Regions from separate parts of the Mus musculus genome. Here region 2 is linked to region 1. Evidence: chromatin contacts called from public HiCAR-type data. All regions are on one chromosome and are shown on one strand. The core of a region is the stretch at or near the end of the contact, and the rest is flanking DNA. Distances in the headings are between cores, read along the strand shown. Region 1 holds the start of Selenow (selenoprotein W). Region 2 overlaps Dact3 (dishevelled-binding antagonist of beta-catenin 3).

Evidence for each region. HiCAR-type assays count read pairs that join an accessible place to other places.
Region 2: a contact with region 1 is called in a HiCAR-type map of astrocytes, with 2.9 times the contacts expected there. The contact joins the enhancer-like site here to the promoter of Selenow in region 1. A contact is called at or near these places in 3 of 39 promoter capture datasets (cranial neural crest, hippocampal neurons and liver) and 2 of 115 datasets of contacts at active chromatin or transcription factors (astrocytes and bone marrow-derived macrophages).

The regions. Positions count from the first base shown.
Region 1 is chr7:15,920,963-15,923,662 of GRCm38.p6, forward strand. Selenow (selenoprotein W) reads right to left here and starts at 1,409. Exons shown (of 6, transcript NM_009156.2): 1 at 1,290-1,409. The coding sequence starts at 1,318.
Region 2 is chr7:16,878,854-16,881,676 of GRCm38.p6, forward strand. All of the region lies in intron 1 of Dact3 (dishevelled-binding antagonist of beta-catenin 3), which reads left to right. Among named protein-coding and RNA genes, the nearest start is that of Dact3, 4.9 kb to the left of the region's middle. Within about 2 kb of position 1,523, at least 108 of the 459 cell types and tissues checked have an H3K27ac peak or open chromatin away from gene starts, as enhancers often do. A contact at or near this core is called in astrocytes and bone marrow-derived macrophages, where this site is marked.

The DNA.
Region 1 (2,700 bases), core at 159-2,658:
AGCCTCAATTTATCAAAGCAGGCTGTTGAAAGACATCCTGATAACTAGGGCCTGATCAGACCCCTCAAGGGGGTTGGGAGGGAGGAGGCCACACCCAGCTAGGTGGACCACGGACCCCAGATTCAAGTTACAGGGTTATCGGTAGTAGGACCTCAGGCTGGCCCTGCCTCATTTCCAGCCTCAGTTTCCTCCCCTGTAAGATGGAGACAGAATGGCTGGAGAGCCCCTCAATGGACTTCAGGGGTGCAGAATCCATTCAGCAAGCACTTTTCAATCACTTACTGCAAGCCAGCTGATTATCAGATGCAGATGGAGGAAAAAGTCATCAAGAGAAAATGGCTGGTCTTTCTACGCCTGCCTCTAGCAGGGGCACAATTAATAGCGCTGGCAGGTAACTAACCAACATCATCACCTCCTTCACACTACAGAAGGGGAAACTGAGGCCAGAAAAGAACTGGGGTTAACAGCACCGGCACTCACTGATCAGAAACCAGTAAGAGTTTTTTGTTTTGTTATTTGTATTGCTGGGAACCGAACCCAGGATCTGGTGCATCTCATGCAAACACTCTACCACTGAGCTACACCCTCACCCTACAATCTATCCTATATTACTTTTTCTTTTCGGGGCACAGGGTCTTACTACATCACCCCGGTTGCCTCTAACAAGCAGCTTAGCTGGCCTGGAACTATCTACCTGCCTCTACTTCCGAATGCTGGGATTAAAAGTGTGCATCAACACCACCACTCCGTGACTCAGTTCGCCCTTTTCATGTACACACTGGGAGGTGCGACCACTGTTAACTCACACTACAATCCAGGTACGGGACATCCCCAGACCTCCCAACAGCGCTTATGAGTAAACCCCCAACTACACCACACCTTGTATTCTCTAACTCATGCCGCTCAGTGAGGGGGAAGGGAAACAGCCTGTCGGGAAGGAAAGGTCCCCAGAGAAACCCGATGCTACCCTTCCCCTCCCCTCAGCGCTGAGTCACGTGTTCAAAGTGGCCCCAAGTATCAGTTTCCATTTTCACTGGTGAGATGTCACTCAGATGTCAGATGCCAGGGATCGGGCTCAAGTCTCTGTTACCTCCATCCCACCCGCTTGGAAATCCCTCCCTTTGGGTCTGAAATACAGTCATCGTACTCGGTTACCAGACCCTGGTAGATAGGGGGAGGGGCAAAGAAAAGGGTGGGAGAGGGTCTCCTGGCACAAAGGTTGGGGAGCAGAGAAAGGGCACAACGAGCCGGGAGCAGGAAAAGGGGGAACTGCAGTCACCCGGACTTACCAATACACGACTCGAACGGCGAGCGCCATAGCTGCACGTCGCATCCCCGCACAACACGAGGACCCGACCCACAAGCAACAAGGACCTCAAGCTCTGAGCGTGGGGCCGTGCGCACAGCCGACTGCCTCACGAGTCAGAGCAAACCAAGTGCGGGGGTGGAGAGTGGGCAGAGCTACGGGAGGACCGAGGTTCCGGAGCACGGCGGGGTCTGTGGCCAGGGGCGCGAACCTCAACGCAAGACTCCATGATATCTTGATATCTGGGGTTCTCTTGATATCTGGGGTTGTCTCCATAGACAGCGTCTCTGGGACCAGTAACCTGAGAGCCCCTCGCCGTCCCTTCTCTATGCCATAATGGTTCAGTCCTCAGGGCGGTGGCTCGAGGCAGAGAATTGGTTGAGACTGAAGTTCAGTTACAGAGTGGCTGAGAGGGGCAGGGCAGGGAAATCGACGCATTGGGAGACAGGCAATTGGGATGGATCCCTCCTCCCCAGCGCTAACTGGACCAGACTAAATGAACCTTAGGTCTGGAAAACTGAAACTAGGAGTCCCAGTGTGCGCTTTAGGTCCAGCTGTCTCACCACCGACAGACCCCCTGCGCACCCCCAAAACCATGCAACCCCTCTTTTTGCGCCTTCCCGCTCCCTTCCAGCTGCCTTCCAGCAGAAGGATATATAGAAAGTCCTGGAATGGGGCTTGGACTGTAGCGCAGTTGGTAGAGAACTTGCCTACCATGTATAAAGCCCTAGTTTGGGTCCCTAGCACACTGTTATCTGGGGGCTGTGGTACAAGCCTGTAATCCCAGCATTTGGGAAGAAGAAACTGAAGGACTGAGTTCAAGGTTATCCTTGCTACACAGGGAGTTTGACGCTAGTCTGGGCTACATGAGCAGTTGTCTCGAAACAAAAAATCCAGGCGTTGCCTTTAATGCCAGCAGTCAAGAAATCTCTGTGGGTTCGAAGCCAGTCTAGCCTACGTAGAGCGTTCCAGGACAGACATGAGAGACCGTCTCAAGGGGGAGAAAAAGGTAAAAGTGGACAAAATATTTGAGTTTAGGATTCCTGAGCCTCACTTTCTCCTCCTTGAAAGCTGGACAGATAACAGGAGATAGTCATTCCCACAGAATTTTTTTGCTCTCTAGTTTCTTATCCTCCACACCCTATGAACAAACGGCAATGGCATGCCCACCCCCTCCCTCCCCTCTCTCTACTTTCCCACCACCACCACCACCACCACCAAGGATGGCTCACCAGCAGAGATGTTTATCTGTCACCTGACTTCTTTAATTGACTTCAACCGGCTATCCCCGCCAATGGTTAACTAGGGACCAAATAAGGAAATTTTCCCACCTAGCCCTCTGGTTCCCCATCAGTACCCTACCCTGCACACAGATGATGGGCTGTGATTCTACC
Region 2 (2,823 bases), core at 273-2,772, 960 kb after region 1:
TTCTGTATCTTGTCTGGCCCTAGCCCTCTTTTTGAGGCTGGGATTCTCTGATTCCTAGACAGGCTTTGAACTTTGCTCCTGTCTGCTTCCCAGAGCACTGAAGAATGTCAAACCCCACCCCTGGCTTGTCTCGAAGGTTTTGCTGTTTTATAAAAGTCCAGTTTCTTGGGTGAGGTCCCAAGACTTTGCCCATGGTCCTCGAAATGGGGTCCAGCCAGAAGTGACACCAGGTATGGAAATGGTTAGATAATGCAAATTTGGGGGTTCAAATCTAGGTATGTCCAGAAGCTCACAAGCTGGGACTTGCCAACTTTGGGTTTTGAAGAGCCCCCATGTTTGGCCGGACTTAGGACCATTGCCAACTCCTGTCGGCAGTGCAGCATATAGAATGGTGGCCCCCCCATTAGATCATCACCACTGGGTCTGCACTCAGGAGTGCTCTCATCTGAGCACTCGGGCCCTCTGGAGATGAAGGCAGGAAGATTGAAAGTGAGTCATCCTTGGCTACATAGAGAGTGCAAGGTCAGCCTTGGCTACCTGAAACTGTCTCCAAACCCAAAAAAGATGATGGCGTTGTAGTTGTCTTCGCTTAAGTGAAGTCTGCTCTGCTCCCATCATGATGAAGTTACAGGATGGCACATTTTAAAGAATGTGTCCCTGTGACTGTGATTCTGGCTTCCTCCCTCCCCTGCATGTCCTTTCTCTGCTCAGTACTGTATCACAGAAAAATCTGCCTTCATCCCTCTTAACAACTGTGTAGTATTCCACCACGAACATTCTAGTATTCATTCATCAGACGTTTCCTAAGTTCTAAGCCCAAGGGAGAAGAGTGCCACTGTGAACATAAAACCTCTGTCCTAGTGAGAAATCACTTCTTATTGGGAGACATGATAAACCAGTGACACTTTTTGTGCATGTGCGTGAGGAAGCATGAGAAAAGGGAGAACGACAGGGTGCAGAATGGCAAAGGGACTATTTTTAAAAGGCAGAGGATGGGAGATCACATCAGAAAAGCCCAAGCAGTGTGTGTGTGTGTGTGTGTGTGTGTGTGTGTGTGTGTGTGTGTGTGTGTAGGGGGCGAGGGTCATGTTGCACACCGAATGCAGTGGTAACCAGAGGGCCATGGTAACCAGAGGGCCAAGCAGCAGACCAGTCTGGTCCACTTGGAACATGACACAGGCAGTTGATGGCAGCCTGTGGGGTTTTTGTATATTTTTTTCCTCAGATGCCTCCTGATAGTATATGCACAAACTTTTCTTTTTTCTTTTTCTTTTTAAGTTAAGGTTGATTGATTAGGCCACGGGCATCCAAGTGCACCCAGAGTGGGGGACATTTGTTGACCTTCATTGCACAGACAGGGCCACATGGGGGTTTCTTTCTGTTCTGGGAGGGGAAGAGGCCAGGCCTGGAGGAGACAAGGGCTGGGGGGTGGGGGAGGACTGTGGCTGCTGCCTAGAGCCAGGCCAGTCTTTCTGCCCTAAATAGGCAGGGCTGGGTGCTGGCCCCGCCCTCCCGCCAGCTTCCAGACAAGCCGCTTTTGTCTGAGGGTCAACTGTCTGCCCCTGGCAGCCGCTACCTCTGGTCTCACTGAGTCCCCTGTGAGACATTCCCTGGCCCTGCCTCTGTGGCTTCCAAAATAAGATAAAATCCTAGATTTTTTTTTTAAATTGTAGAGACAGGGTCTTGTGGACCGGGCTGCCCTCAGACTCAGTAGGTAGACAAGAATGGCTTTGAACTCCTTATCCTCTGCCTCTACCTCCCTGGTCAGTGCTAGGACTACAGGTCTTTTATACAATACTGGGGACTAAACCCAGAGTTTCCTGCTAGGCAGTCACTCTTCCAACTTAGCTCCATCCCCCATCCCAGTCCCGAGTGCCTTGGTCTGTGCTCACTGCTGAGGCCACCAGGAAGGCTAGATTTACAGAGGGACTTACAGGAGGCACGAAGGGTGTGGCTCCTCCTGAAGGGAAGAATTGTGAGGCGTTTGAATTGCACTGCTTGTTTGTTATATGAGGTTGCCAGTCTGCTGCAGCAGCAGGGAGCACTAAGGGGGAACTTCCGTAAGAACTTCCCATTGGTGATAAAGGGAAGTGTAGTACCTCCCGAAAAGAGGGTCAAAACTGATGAGGCAGCCTCAAGACCACCCTTGGATCTGCCTGCTCCCGCACCCTCGCACCCCGACCTTTACCACTGAATTCTCCCACAGCAAGAAGACCTGAACTTAAAGCCCTCATGTACTGTGTCATGTGCCAGCAACATCCTACTAGAAGGTGCAGGCAAGAAGGTTATGGGTTCAAGGTCATACTCCCCATACAGGGCAAGTTTGAGGCCAGCCTGGGCTTTGTGCGAGTGAGACTCTGGCTCAAAAAGGGGCTGGGGTACATCTAGGGACTTTGTCTCAATAAGGTGCCTGCCAGTTGAGCATGAAAGAGCTGACTTTGAGTCTCCGGGACCCACCTAAGAAGCCAGGCAAGAGGCTGGGGTGAGCCTGGGAGAGTCAGGAGGGTTGTGGAGCTCATCAGAACAAGGCTAGCCTAAGAAAGTGAGACTCTGCCTCAAAAAACTAGGCGAATGAAGCTAGAGAGATGGTTCCGTGGTTAAGAGCTCTTGCTGCACAATCATGAGTTCGAATCCCATCACCACATGGGAAGCAGAATGTCTTATATGTGTCTCTAACTGCAGCTCTCAAGAGGGTGGAGACAGGAAAGTCACTGAGCACCTGAGGCGCAGGTTCAGGGGGAGATTCTGCCTCACAGGAATAGACAGAGAGTGATAGAGTGCACTTGACACCCTCCTCTGACCTCTGACCTCTGACCTCTGCAC